Linked DNA regions of Zea mays: region 2 is linked to region 1. A link is a contact called in public Hi-C data. All regions are on one chromosome and are shown on one strand. The core of a region is the stretch at or near the end of the contact, and the rest is flanking DNA. Distances in the headings are between cores, read along the strand shown. Region 1 has its middle 63 kb from the start of LOC109944568. Region 2 holds the start of LOC100273364 (putative protein phosphatase 2C family protein).

Region 1 (7,475 bases), core at 3,141-5,640:
CCCATTTACCATGGGGTTGTACGGATCCCATACACCTCTACCGAGGAAGCGAGGCAGGGTAGCACTACGAGGCATTTCCAAAGTTCCACTAGTTCGAGAAAACCCAATATGGTTTTAGGAAAAAAGAAGCATAGAAATCCCTCGTCCGAAATGCCATTGCGGCAGTTCGACCCGAGAACTTCTCTATACTCTATAGCGACGCCTCCCCGCTTGCCCCTTTCGGGTAAGGTAATCTCTCCCTAGCTTTCCTAATTACTTGGTAAAGTGCGTCCCATTCCACCCTTGTGTAGCACTGTTATCTCAAGTTAAGCTCTATGTTCCAATTAACACAATGATCTTTTCATGGACAACAATTAAATCAACAACAAAATTGGAACATCATCATAACATAACATTAATTTCCCAAAACCAGGTAGAGCAATAGCAAATCTACCCAATAATTATATGTTTGCAAGGTGTGGGATAAACAATACTAGTGATACCTATTAGATCCCATCAATTTAACTTGAGCATGTCACAGTGATTCACAGGAACATTATTAGGTAAAGAAAAGTGATCAAGGACACAACTTGCCTTAGACTTGAGATTTCCAAGTACTTCACCAACTTGGTATTCAAGTGACTCGTAACCTCGCTGCTACTCGTAGCAATACATATAAATAGACAAGAAGTACTTAAAAATAACAGTACACCAAACATGAGAGCAAACAACGTAAGAATATTCTATGCACTGCTACGAGGATGTATGTTCGAGATTCACTAAAATCGAAGTTACGGTTAAAAAGATATAGTTTATGGAAGATCTATGTGATTAAATATTAAACTATATTATAAATTGGTTATTATACTTCATATGATAAAATAAACTATAAATAATTAACTCAACTTTAATCTAGATTAATACTTGATTAGAAATCATATTTTAGTCAAATTATCATCATGGACCAGTTTAACTTTGGTTAGAGGGATTAATCTAATAATCATAGGCTAAACCAATATCTATTTATAAAAATATGCTTTATGGTACAAATAATGTCGCCACTACGTAGACAATTTTATTACAAAGCTAACGCAGCTTGAACAGGTTCAATCAGAGTTAAAACAAATAAGATATGTATTAACTAAGTTTATTGCATTATTTTCATACTTAAAATTAATTTCTTTATTTAATTTTTATGAATCCCATAGAACCTAGAACTGCGGATTGCAATACCTAAGACCTTGAGGTTTAATTTGATAAAATTAGGACTGGGTTGTAATAGCTTTACAACAGCAGAGGAGTGCAGGTTGATTGTATAAAAACATAACGTCTCTTTTGCAAAATATGTTGGACAAAGGGGTTATCGAGGTTTTCTGACCGTTGTGTCCCAAATCGAGGGCCCAGATTAGATTAGTCTTTAAGTGAACCGGTACATGATATGGACCACCAGATCTTATTCATAGGGTCGGGATCAAAAGTATCTCGCACTCACACTCATCTGTTCATCAGCCGATCTACGGTCGTGATCCAATGAAGTCATTGTCTACGCAGAGATACAATCTCTGCCATCCATATGGGAGATTATTGAGATTATGAAACACGGCATAACTGGTTTCGACGAAATAGAGGCGTAGGCGTGGGCTTCAACATTTTGGAGGCGCAGGCGATGGACAAATGCTGATATGGAATTGATTTAGTTATTAGCCACTGCGAAGAAGAATTTAGCTACTTAACCTCACGCCGTCGCTGGCGATGCTCGCTGTGCCAAACGGCAACCTCCTGCAGTCGGCGGCAGCGTTCGCGGCCCTGACCTTGCCGGCATCCTCCGATCCTGACTCCGTCCAGCGTGCCGTTGAGGCGGTTCTCGCGTAGGTCCAGCGCGCGCAGCTCCGCCAGGTGGGACAGCTAGTCGAGCGGGCCGCGCAAGTCCAGCGACGGCAGGGTCAGCGAGGTGACGCGGTGACCGTCCGCCGAGCAGCCCACGCCCGCCCACCGCCCCGTGCAAGCGTCGCCCGTGCTCCAGTTCTTACTGAAATCTGCATTGGTTCTTAGACGATATGGGATGAAGTTGGGCAAGAGCAGAGTGAAAGGGAGAGAATACTCGAAGAGCAGAGCACCCGCGCGGCGCTCTCCCTGGCCGCCTCGCTGCCGGAGCCCGCGTCTAGGACGTGGACCACCTCGTCCAGCCGCGCCATGTGCGCGTCGAGGGTCGCGCCCAGTTCGTCCAGGTCGCTGCGCAGCCGTAGCTTGCCGCCGCCGTAGTGCCGCCAGCGAGGCCCGCGTCGAGCCGGTTGAGTTGTCTCTGATGAGCTGCCACTTGAGCGGGAACAGCGTCGCCGATAAGGAATCAGAGCTCAGCCGGGCGCCATCCGCGATGTAGCAAACAGCGTGAGCTCAAGCAGCTAAATCCTTATTCGCGACAGCTAATGACTAAATCAATTTCATATCAGCGTTTGTTCGTCGCTTGCGTCTCCAAAATGTCGAAGCCCACGCCTACACCTCCATTTCGTCGAAACCAGTTCTGCCGTGTTTCATAATCTCAATAATCTCTCCATATGGGGGGATCAACAGCTAATGCACCATCTTCCTCCCATAACACACTACGGTGGTGGAAGCAGGGCTCCGCCCTGAGAACCCGGCGGCGGATGCAAATTCCAACGACCCTGCGCTCTATACTCCAATCCGGAGAGTGCTAAGTGTAGCACAGATGAAATCAAATTTAGGGGAGCTAGTCTTATCGAGAATTGTTCAGAAAACCGCCAAGAAGACGATGTCTCGCAGCTTCACGCGGATGCGGCGCAATCGATGAGAAATTTTCGTTCGCCCACGGTGTCTTGAGCTCTGATTCGACTTAGATTACAATCCCCACATGTTGGAGACAATTGTATTTTTGGGACTATAAACGTGACGCTTCGCAATAATACCATTTTAAATAACTGTCTCGCAAAAATGGGTCTACAAACGTCTTCTAATTGATAAAGACATCATTTACCGTATTTCCTCCCTTTTGTATTTTTTTACGTGTATTCTCTTCTCCACTAGACAGATTTGCCCTTCTCTCATTCTATCGCTGAGATATCGCTGTTCTTGTTAGTCTCCTGTACGCAGCGCCGCAGAGGTCAAGCTGAACGAGGGAGCGCTCAAGCTCTTCCTCCAATGCATTCCTCTTGCTGGTGGGCAAGCTTGCTCAGACCATCGACCATGGTTTTGATGGTCACTGCGCGACGGCCACCACCGCACCGGACTTCGCCACAGAGGAGCAGTCCACGCGCGTCCGCCGGGCTCGGCGAGAGAAGAGGTGAGAGAAACACAGTTGAACTAGGAGATAGAGACGAACGATTGAAAGTAGAAACCCAGGGCAGGGGCAATTTTGACTCTTAGATGATAAATACATGGAAACAAATTATAAAAAGGAATAATACACATCAAATGGTAGTATAATCAATTAGAATATATTTATAGTCCCTTTTTACGAAGAAAATCTTTCGAATGGCATTTGTGCAAAGCGTAATGTTTAGAGTCCTAAATATGCAATTATCTCTACATGTTGGTGACGCTGCCCGATCCCCCATTGGCCCTTAAATGGAGGTGCAGGCGAGAGTTACCTGCGGTGGCGGCCAACGCGGTTGCACCAGCATGATGGCTGGGTGGGTGATCAGGGGGGCACGGGCCACAACATTAAGGCTGGTGCCAGTGCAGGCGGGAAGCACGAGCGAGAGGAGCGTACGGGGGCGAGAGTGGGACGGGAGAGGGGCGGGAGAGCGGGAGCGGGCGATGGCCGCATCGCCCGGCGACATCGTGCCTGTCGCCTCGCTCTCGCCTGCACTGGAGAGCGTGCTCGGGCGAGAGGAGGGCGGGAGCGGGGCGACGCGCTGGCGCGGTGGGCGAGAGCGCGAGGCGAGAGTGAGTTGGCACATTCCAGTTGGTCCACCTAGGAGTTTCTGAGCGTTTGTAATTTTTAAATCGTCATGTAATTTTATTTTAATTATTACGCAATTTGTAATTTTTAATTCAATAAAAAATATTATGTTGTGTGTTTTCTGAGCGTTGAAATAAATCCGCGTGAATTACTTAATTCTGAAATAGAAAAGTTGATGTGGCTATAGCCTGAGGCTGTAGCCTGCTGCAGCCTGTGCACTGGAGCAGCAGAGGCGAGAGTGGAGGCGAGAGCTGACGTGGCAGGGGCGAGAGGGAGGCTGTGCACTGGACTCAGCCTAAGTAGCACCAAGGTGAGGTCCAGGCGTTGAAGCGGCCCTGGATTCTAGGCGACGTTTGTTACGATGCCCACGTGAGAACAGCGGATCTTTTGAGACAAACCTCGAGAAAGGAGATGGTTATGACAGTCGGACCCCACATGACAGTGGCATGGTCGAGCGGCTGAGTGACTGACCCGACAGGCCCACATGTCGGCGCCCAATGTCGAGACTAGGTCGTGCCGTAAGGAGAGAGAAAGAAAAAAATATTGGACCTGTGCAAGTGAGTGAAGTGGAGATGGGCTAAAAGTGAGGATCTCGGCCCAGGTATGTTTCCTTTTTTCTTTTCTCTCCTTATCGCTCGGCCGAAATGGGAATAAAAAATGAAAACAAAAAGAAAAGTGAGGATCTCGGCCCAGTAGAACTCAAGGGCAGAGAGGAACTTCAAAGAATAAAGTCTTTAGGGCAGCTGAACATGTAGGCGAGTATCCCTGAGCTTTGTATAAAATTTAGTGGAGGAAGGGAAAGTCCCAGGGTGCCAGCACACTTCATGCACACCCACGTGGCTTACAAGTACAACTCCAGCCAAGTTTACAAATTCAGCCCAAACAATAAACTTGGTCGACTCCACAACTCAAAATATCCTCTTTTGTCTAGTGAATAAAGACAGGAGAAAGAGTGGCTGAATTCTCCACATGTGGCTAAGCACAACAGGGATCCACGGTGTGATATTTCAGAAGAGTAAGGTCACAAGGTTTTTCTGCTGTCCAGCTCATTCCAACAAACAAGAATTTACTGCTTACCCCCCCACCAAACAGTCCAAATTAGATATTGTAGTGTGGAGCAGTCTCTAGATCCTTAACCCTGAACTACAACTTTATCTCTATCCATGGCAGCAAGGCATATCCCATGTTACTTCCTCTCCCTCAGCAAAGCTTATTCCTATCCATAACTGACATAGAAGTAGCTAGAATCGATAGTGGATACAGATCTTTACTGCAGATATTTTTTATCTCTATTGAACTGCCGCTGCTCACTGCTCCATTCTAGTTCCAGGCCTCCCTGTTGGAGCCCTGCTATCTCACAATTCCATATGGCTGCAAGGTAAACTTGGTTAATAAAACTTGTTCCTTACACATAGGTCTTCCAACATGGTATAACACTTTTAGACTAAAGACCCACAGAGCAAGAGTTACAACATCCCAAAGTTGAGCAAAACTCACAAAACCCAGTTTCTGGAGTCTGAAATAGCACACCACTAAGCCTGACAGAGGGTTTTGGCACTTAATTTTCTCTAAATTCTCTACAATAGCAAGCCAACTCTTTGCATCAAACTTGTTGTCCTTGATATGGTCTCCCATCTTGCAGTGGAATCCCTAACCCAATGCTACTTGGAGTAATTACCACAGAGCTCCAAATGTGATTAAAAACTCACTAAACCATAATAACAGACAACTGAATCAGTATGCATTCCATATGCCTGACAGGGGTAATTAGGACACCAATTACTGCCAACCTTGTGTAACACCAACTCCATTTCTCTTTAGAAAACTTATTCACCTTACTATGGTCTCCAACCTTTCTACATGGAGTAGGACTCATAACTCCAGGAATTAAATTCTAAAGAGCTCCAAAATTGGTTGAACAACACCCTGAAACAGATTTTTAGTGAACTGATACAGCCCACCCCTAGTTTGACAGGGAAGGTTTGGAGGTATTTTACTCCCAAATTTCTGTAGAACCATGTCTATCTTACTTTAGTAAACTTATTTACTTCACTTTGCTCTACACTTTTGCTAAATAATTCTTAGTTCAAAACCACTAGGATGGGTCACAATAGAGCTCTAAACTTGGTACCATTCACTGATGTTCAGATTTTCAGCTCTGAATAAACTAAGTCCACAACAATCTGATAATCCAACTTTGGGGAAGTTTTTCTCCACATTTTGTATAGGATCATGCCAAACACACTTAAAGAAAGTTTTTCACCAACATATGTTATTCAATCCCTTTATGGACCCCTCAACCCAAATCCTTAGGGGATTAGTCACAAACAAGCTCCCAAAACTGCTATCAAACTCTGAATTCAGTTCCAGTTACTGTTTTCAATCTAAAAATTCAGAAATCTGTTAATCAATCTTTGGACTATCTTTTCTACTAGTAGCATATAGTTTTGGGGCTATATCATTTAATACGAATTGTCCTCGTATCATTGCTCTACAAAGTTGGTATATTGGTCATTAACCATAACTCCTGGATTCCAAAACATCAAGGCCCAAAGTTGGATCCAAATACTGAAATTCAGCCTCTGAACTCTACTAAGTCTGGAATCCACAATTTCTGCCAACCCTAATTTGGACCAGATTTTATCCAAGTTTCATATAGCTTTAGGGCTAGGTGACTTAATCAAACTTATACTCCTCATGTAGCTTTATAATTTTGTTATAATGATCATAACCTATAACCCTATGGATAGAGAAATAGAGAGCTCCAAAACTGCATAAATCTCACAAAAACTCAGCTGCAATGATTTGGCAAAGTCTGAAAACACAATACCTAGCATCCCATCTTTGGACCACCTTTTCTCCTGGTATCATGTAGTTTTAGGGCTAGTACACTTAATAAGGATTGTTCTCCAACAATTACTCTACAAATTTGTTATAGCAACATTCAACCAAAAGTGCACATATTCAAAGTTATAAGTGTCCAAAAACAGCTAAATGAAACTGGTTTCAGCCGAATTCAAGCTCAAACCAAACTGAAGCTTTACAAATTACTCAAAATTTCTCTGCACAACTTGGAAATCTCCAAATATGAAAGTTGTTCACTTTCCCAAGCTCTACAACTTTGGTATATGGACTTTAGCAGATCCTTACTGAATTTAGGATTCCACTATTGGGGCTAATTTAGGGTTTCACGTGTTCTTCACTTTCTCCAAGTGTTTCACCAATTTGATCCTTCCTCCAAAAAACAAAGGTATTCTTTGACTTAAGATCTAGCTTTGGTTTATAGAGCTCATGTCCAAAGTGTCATTAGTTGAGCAGATGTTTGTTTTGGTTATACACTATTTCACTTTGGCTCGACTTAGTTTTTAAAGTTGATCCAATATCTCAAGTGTTTCTTCCACTTGACTAACACTTCAAAGTAAAGTTGATCTAGGTTTTAAAACTTGTCTTTAGTACTTAAGACTCCAAGCCATCTTGTCACTTTCTTAAGAGATGACCATCACCTACTTGGTTCAAGCAAAACTCTTAACCTAAGTCCTATGCTTTAGCACACAACCATCACACTTTGGAAAAATTT
Region 2 (7,475 bases), core at 1,829-4,328, 150 kb after region 1:
GATAATCGGGTCGTGCTCGACCGACCCGCGTGTCGCAGCCACGGCCCAGGCACGGCACGCCGGTCTGGTAGCTGTACCGGGCCGGCCCGTTAACTTACCCACGTTGTCCCATTAAATCAGAAAAAATAGCAAAAACTGTGCGCGAGTGAGATTTTGAACCCACAACCTTCCTCTATAAGGCTAAAAACGCTACATGAAGAAGACTAACAAGTAGAACTCTAGTGCATTTCTTGTAAATAGCAAATATAAAGCTAAATATATAATCGTGTCGGACCGGTACTACGGGCCGAGGTAGCGGCCCAAGCACGGCACGGCTCTCGTGCCGGGCCTGGCATGGCACTATTAAGGGTCGTGCTTTGGGCCGGCCCGTCAAGCACGATCCATTTGGTCATCTATAGTTTAGAGACTCTTAACTGTCAAGGAAAACCGAACCACCTAGATGAAATTAGCACTATTGGATCAGTCATGTACTGCAGTCACGTTCTTCACTTCTTATGTTGTCAGATGCTAATCTCACCCACAAATTTCAGTTACAGCAAGTGCAGTAGCAGTACATAGACGAGCAGGATGAAAAGCACTCACTGATTCATCAGCCAGGGATAAAGAAATGCTACTCCTGTCCATGTCGCATCATCCATTGCAACAGCCACACCAGAATGCGACAGGCCAATCAAATCCTACACCTCGCGTCCATCGGCCCATGCACGAACGAATCTAGCTACGTCTACGTGTACCGGCCATGAAAACGACGACCTCCGATGCCCTCCCCGCCCGAGTCCATCAATCCCGCTCGCCGCCGTCGTCTTCGTCCAGCGAGGTCGACCGCCTCCGCCAGCTCAGCACGCGGCCCACGCGCGGCAGCCTGATCACGGAGTTGGCCCGCGCCACCCCCTCCAGCGCTCTCCACACCGCCGTCGTCCCCTCCTCCGACACCGCCTGGCCGTTGCTCGTCAGAGCCCTGCGGAAGCTGCTGCCTGTGAAAGGCGCGGCCGGCCTCACGTCGTCGGGAACTGGGAGCAGGCCGCTGCTGCTCTCGACGGGAGCAGGTGAGGCCCGCCGGTTCAGGTACAGGCACACGACGGCGCAGTCGTCCACCATGGACGTCGGGTACTTGCGCCGCCACGCTCGGACCGCCCGGTCGATCAGCTGCCTCGCCGCCTTGGACGGGTCAGGCGCCGATGACACGAGCTTCACCACCTCCTTGTTCGACAGCACGTCCCAAATCTGCAACAGGTTTTGAATGGCGGTAATAAGGAAATCATATATATGAGAGCTGTCGTGAACTGTGTAAACAAGCCATCGTCAGCTAAAACTACCATGAGTTCATTACAGTAAACAGAAGACAGTGACACGCATGCATTGTTTTGGTTGACAGTTTCTTTCGTTGGGTCTAATCTGAAAGGGAACTATATGCTATATTATTCTGCACCCCAGATCACTCATTTGGAACAGAATTGCATGCGTGCGAGCATTTTTCTGATTAAGAAACGAAGGACAATGGATAGACTGAGAGTGACAGGAATCTAAAACTGCCAATCACATAAATGAATTTTCATTTTTTTTAAAAAAAATCAATAGATTAATTACCCCGTCAGTAGCAAGCACCAAGAACTCGTCTTTCTCGGACAGTTTCCTGCAGTAGACTTGAGGTTCGCAGATAAGGCCATGGCTCTTGAGGCAGAAGTCACCGAACGCCCTCGCCATGGCGAGGCCCGGCGCGTCCTGGTCCGGCAGCCACATCCGGGGCACGTCCGGCTCGTCGTCCATGGCGAACACTCTCCCCTTGCAGCTCAGAATCCTCGCGAGCTCACCTGTTGCAGGCCGGCGTGCAGGAACACGGTGCAAAAAATCTCAGTCAGGATCCGACAACGGGTGGAATGACAGAGCTCGGATGCTCACTTGGCAGATCCGGCTTCAGGTCAGTGGTGAGCTGGACAGGGATCAGACGGTCCTTGCTGTCCCGGGTGCAGAGGACGGCGCGTGAATCGCCCAGATTGGCAACGATCAAGTGATCGCCCTGTGCAGATGAGGGGACAAGCAGATGAAGGGACAAGTAGATCAATCGAGATCACCGAAACAAGACTAGTTTCCAGTTCAGAGTTAACCAGTGCCTACCTGCCTAACAGCAGCGACTGCAGTTGTGCCGCTACAGATGCAGTCGATTCCTGAAAGCCGCCTCAGCTCCTCGTCCACCTGCTCAAAAGCCCTCACGAACACGTTCTTCCAAGTGGACAGCAGCAGCTGCTGCTGCTGGCTCTCGTCGCTCGTAACGTCGCTGGACGAGCCGCTACCTCCTGACTTGTCGAAGGAATCCAAATCGGCGTTGCTCGAAGCATCTCCATTCTTGCCTGAGCCATCTTCTCCATTCTCGCCTGAGCCATCTTCGTCAGGTTTAGGCTTCGAAGCGTCGCTCGAGGCGGAGGGATCTTCGTCCCCGGTTCTCGGCTTCAGAGCGGCGGCTAGTTCCACCGGGAGGGTGTCGCGGACGTGGCGAGCGACTTCCCGGCCACGAGGGCCGTGGCCATCGAACACTCCGCAGAGGATGTGGCCTTTCTGGCCGGCGAAGTCCTGAAAGAAGCCAGTTTTGCTGAAAGAAATCAGTTTTTTTTTTAATTGTTCTCTTCCACTAGCATATCTCAGTCTCAGGTTGCGAGATTTCAGTTCTGAGCGGATATACAAGATGGATCCGGTGCACTTTTCTCAAGCTGTTGAGTTGCTAAGTTGCAACCTGCATTGCAATGCAAGCTACGACAACACCTTGAACAGCTTGCATATGGGCCATGTGCACAGATGCGAACTAGTAGGCAGAGGCTCTGCAACTAATGCAGGAAGAGAGAGAGAGAGTAGAGGGAGGGTGAGGCCATCACCTGGCAGACGGTCATGGCGTCCTGGTTGGCGCCCTTCCATCCCTGCTTGGTGTGCACGGAGACGCCGGCGCTGGCCCACAGGTGGCTGTGGAACAGGTCGTCGTGCATCCATGGGAAGCCCAGGCCCTCGTCGTCGTCGGGCTCCCCTGCCGCCGCCTTGGCCTTGCCGCAGCAGATCCCCATTGCTGCTTGTGCTTTGCTTTGCTCGCGCGTGAGCTCCCTCCGTCCTGTCCTCGAAGCGGTGGGCTGAATTTATGTTTGGTTCGTTGGTTGGTTCGTATCGTGGTGGGAGGCATTTAATGACAGGGCCGGTAGCGGTAGGGTAGGGCAGCATGCGTATGGCGACGGGCCATTCTTAAAATTCTAATATTGTATACATACGTAGATGGATGTGTTACCAAATTGTCATGAAGCTCCTCCTACTTATAGGACGGATGGAGAACTTGTGAGGAAGCAAGGAAAAGGGCTCGAGCAATGCAAGCAGCCCAGCCCTGCCCTGAGCCGCTGAGCGCAACGCAACGGCGAGCCATGGCGGAACGCAACCCGGCCGTGTACCGCAGATGCCCAGGGCAGGGCATTTACTCATGAGCATCAAGGGACAAGGGGTCACACGGACGGGACGGGAGCATCGACCAGCTACCCCGTGGTTGGCAACTTCCTTTGTGTGTGTGTGTCCGGCGCCAACGTGATGCCTGCGCCGCGCAGGCCGCCGCCCATGTCGCTTCCAACTCGCTCCTGCCAGCGGCTTCTTCAATGCTACTAGCTGGCTGTCCATGGGCCATGGCCATGGCCGCCAGCGGCTTCTTCAATGCTACTAGCTGCCTGTCCATGGGCCATGGCCATGGCCCTGTCTCTCTACCACCTGTCCATTGCAAGTTTGCAACGCTGCTAGCAGCCTCGCTCTCTCCTCTACCTGCCATTCATGTCTCTCCTCTACCTGCCATTCATGTCTCAGCCTACCTTTTTAGTTCAGACGATGTGCGTGCACTGTGCTTCGAGTTCCATGTCCAACACTGACTCACATCGAACTCGACTAAACTCCAGCAACTACAATGCAACCAGGAAAGCCACTTCATTCCTAGAAAGCAGAGACCATCAGTAGCCTTACAATTCTCTTCTTCAAACAGGGGTAGGTACACCTGCAATGCAAGCCACTTCATTCCAGCTGATCACAAACATGAATGCAACAACCAACAGATTAAAGCTAGATGTTTAGACTGCTGCAGCTGTAATTTATAGAGACAAAAATACTATAGAAACAGTAGAAGATAGTACGGATTAAAACTAAACGAACATAGGAAAAGGCATATCGTACTAAATTTCAAAACCATTTTCTCATCCCTTCCGTATCGACATCTTTACATGGTAGTATTCTATACAGCAACTTCCTGTCAAATGATCACCTCACCAAATAAATGTGGGACCTACTCATCTATACCAGTATACAACAACATCAAGACATACATACACTTGCGGATGACACAGGAATCACTTGCTTATACCAGTATACAACAACATCAAGACCTATGCTCAAACACAGGAATCACTTGCGCGGATGACATTGCCAGCCAACAACCCATCCATCCATAACGATGCATGCCATGATTTCCACGATAGCCACATGCTCGAGGGTCAACTCAATTCTCATCGTACAAGCACGTCTTGCGACTGTTGCTTCCATACATCACAAGGTTCCACCTCAACCTACAATGCCACACCAGTTATTAGACAGACACTGTTTTACTTTTGCAGCCTTGTAATAGCTCTGTAAGAACAAACCCACTCAATAGATTCAAGACAACTGTGCTATGCTCTTCTTTAAGCCTTTTTTTGAAGGGAAAAAAACACCATCCATAAGCAAAATCATGGGTTGTGTGTTTCAATCATAGACAATATACTGAAAGCACAGAAAAGAACACAGCATTGCATTTAGATCTGGCAGCACAAAACACAGCTGAATAGAACCAAGCTTTTCTGAAACAAATAGTGTGTAGCGTTTTCGAGTAGCAAATTAGGCAAGAACGAGTTGGCGAGCACAAGGGTCTAATGCTGTGTGTAAGGCAACCAGGGGAGCCGTAGAATACCTTGAATGGTTTATCAATCCATTGGAAAACACAGCCGCGTGCCTCAACATTTTTTATCATGTGAGGAAGCATCATGGATCTGAATGCTTCATGAAGCTTCACTTTCGTCAAACCACCACAAACCATAAGAGTAGCTGCCAAGCCATTAGGCGTTATACCCGCTACATGGACGATCGTCATGTTCTGCAGGCCGGATATGCAAGAAAGGGAAAGAAGCCCAATATCGGTGACTGAACAGTATGACAAGTTTATCTGTAATGAGACATACATGGTATCAGCACAGTTGCAGAACACACATTGTACCACGAGATTCCTGTTACAGTTACAGAAGAGAAGGGCAATACCTGACGGAGGCTATGAGAGAACTGGGAAAGGTAAAGCATTCCAGCATCATTAATCCCAAAGCATTTCTTAATATCAAGCTTGGAAAGCAGCCTGCACCCCATCGCTGTTTCTGAGAGCCCGATGGATGAAACCCTGGGGCAGCCACGAATCTCCAGAGTATTCAGCTTTGAGCATTTTGATAGTGAAATCAGTGAGCGGTCTGTTATTTCTGTGCAGTATGATAGGTTGATAGACTCTAGCATCGGACAACTCTGCGCAATTTGAATAATTCCATCATCGCTAAGGCCTCCACACCTGAAACGGAAAATATAAGTTAGTTTACTGACAAAGATCAACCAAACAAAGAGAACAACAAGGCATGTCTAGTAATGACCTGTACAAATCAATCTCGCGGAGTTTTGGGCAAGACCTTCCGATGTGGGTAAGACCTTCATCACTTATCTTCAAGCAAATACCAATTTTTAGACTCGAAAGTTCGCTGCATCTGGCAAGAGCTTTCAATCCTGCACAGAAAATATTCAGAGTCGGCTTTAGGTCCATCCAGGGAAGAATAATTCAGTAGCCAGTTCAGTAAGTACCTTCGTCATCCAAATCACTGTCAGTAAGGTCCAACTCTTCCAAGCGAGAACAGTGCTTCCCGATCAGTTGGAGTGCTCCACTGGAAACACGGCTACAAGACTCCATCCTCATAGAGATGAGAGAAGAGCATGAACTAGTTATGGCCGCTAGTGAAACATCAGTGATATTGCGACAACAAGTAATGTCCAGCTTCAGCAGGTTCTTTAGCCTTGACACAGCAAAAGAGAGTTCTGTGTCGGTCACTCCAGATGACTTGCTCAGACTTAGTTCCCTTAAAGAAGCACAAGAGGTTCCAATGGCTTTTAGTCCATCGGCCATGAATTTGGAGCCTTCCAGCTTCAGGGTCTGAAGTTTAGCAAGCTTCTGGAAGCTTCTCACCATAGAAGGAGTGACCTGATACATGAAGGATGTAAATTAATCTGTGAGGGCTCAAGTTATGCCAAGGTGATACAATAACACGACCAGATGATTAGCTACTTACAGGACAGCAGTATGAAAGTTCCAGTTCCAATAGATTGGGTACCGACTTCAGGATGGATGAAACTCCCACACCTGTGATATTCTGACACTGAGACATATGAAGCACCTGCAACCGTGCAAGCATGCAAGTTCAGTTCAGTAATAAGCTGAGCTTTGTGCTATTATCAAAACTTATTTTGTGTGACCAATCAAAAATACATATTTTAGTACAGGTAACGAGTTCAGACAAGGAGACAAGGCATCTTCAGAGTTCAGAACCTAAGAGTGTAAGATGAAATAGAAAATAATACCGTAGTGTTTGAAATGAACATGACGTGTGTTTGCTCGTAACAAGCAAATCAATAAAAACGACAAATTGCCATAAGCACCTCACCTGTAGTGATTTACTGCATTCTCTCTCAAGACTACCAAGAGCATCATCATCGATCGCAATACACCCCACCAGTGTCAACTCTTGAAGACTGGGTAGCTTCATGATGGGAGGCAAGCTAGCCTTTGTGATCTAAAACAGAAGACACGTTTCCATTTTGTTATTACTCGAGCACGATAAGATAAGGGGTCGCTACGCACTAGGCACGAAGCTGCAAGAGAAAGTAGAGTTGGCTACTAGTACTGCTCTGCCGATCCATTGTTGCAACGATGATTTGTCATGTTTACAGATATAAGAACGTCTGCAGATCAAGAATATTATACTACCTATACACAGTGGTCCAATGCCCTAAACACTAGCTGAATAAATTAGATCGATCAGAATGATGGCCTAGTAAGTAGTAACTGATGAAAGTAGCAGCTTTAGCAAAGGAACCCATAACTGAAGGCCGTTTTGCTCCGGTGGATTAAAGAGGGAGCCTGATGCCCCTTAAATCAAATCAAGAAACATACTAGAAGGAAACAAAAACAGAATCGTCCGTCGCCTCTTTTTTTGTGTCCATGAAACGAACAGAGAAACCAAGAAACCCGAATAACGCTCACCATGGTGTAGGAGAGATCCAGGCTGGTGAGCTTCCTGCACTTGAGGGCGAGGAGCTGGATCCCCAGATCCGTGAGCCCAAGGCACCACTTGAGCGAGAGCTCCCTCAGCTCCGTGCACCCGACGGCGACGCATCCGAGGCCCATGTCG

The links. A called contact is a pair of places that touch in the nucleus more often than the background predicts.
Region 2: a Hi-C map of leaf shows a contact between it and region 1, with 10 times the contacts expected there. The contact joins the promoter of LOC100273364 here to the enhancer-like site in region 1. A contact is called at or near these places in 8 of 25 Hi-C or Micro-C datasets (ear, endosperm, leaf and 1 more) and 1 of 3 datasets of contacts at active chromatin or transcription factors (leaf).

What each region holds. Positions count from the first base shown.
Region 1 is chr2:156,793,426-156,800,900 of Zm-B73-REFERENCE-NAM-5.0, forward strand. No RefSeq gene overlaps it. Among protein-coding and RNA genes, the nearest start is that of LOC109944568, 63 kb to the left of the region's middle. Within about 2 kb of position 4,391, at least 17 of the 20 cell types and tissues checked have an H3K27ac peak or open chromatin away from gene starts, as enhancers often do. A contact at or near this core is called in ear, leaf and tassel, where this site is marked.
Region 2 is chr2:156,947,571-156,955,045 of Zm-B73-REFERENCE-NAM-5.0, forward strand. It overlaps LOC100273364 (putative protein phosphatase 2C family protein), which reads right to left and starts at 3,079. Exons shown (of 5, transcript NM_001147803.1): 1 at 2,868-3,079; 2 at 2,116-2,568; 3 at 1,900-2,017; 4 at 1,588-1,811; 5 at 570-1,224. The coding sequence starts at 3,050. The coding sequence ends at 781. LOC103647160 (F-box/LRR-repeat protein 3) reads right to left here. Exons shown (of 8, transcript XM_008671722.4): 1 at 7,328-7,475; 2 at 6,729-6,857; 3 at 6,357-6,461; 4 at 5,875-6,268; 5 at 5,670-5,799; 6 at 5,296-5,590; 7 at 4,952-5,203; 8 at 4,163-4,571. The coding sequence ends at 4,512.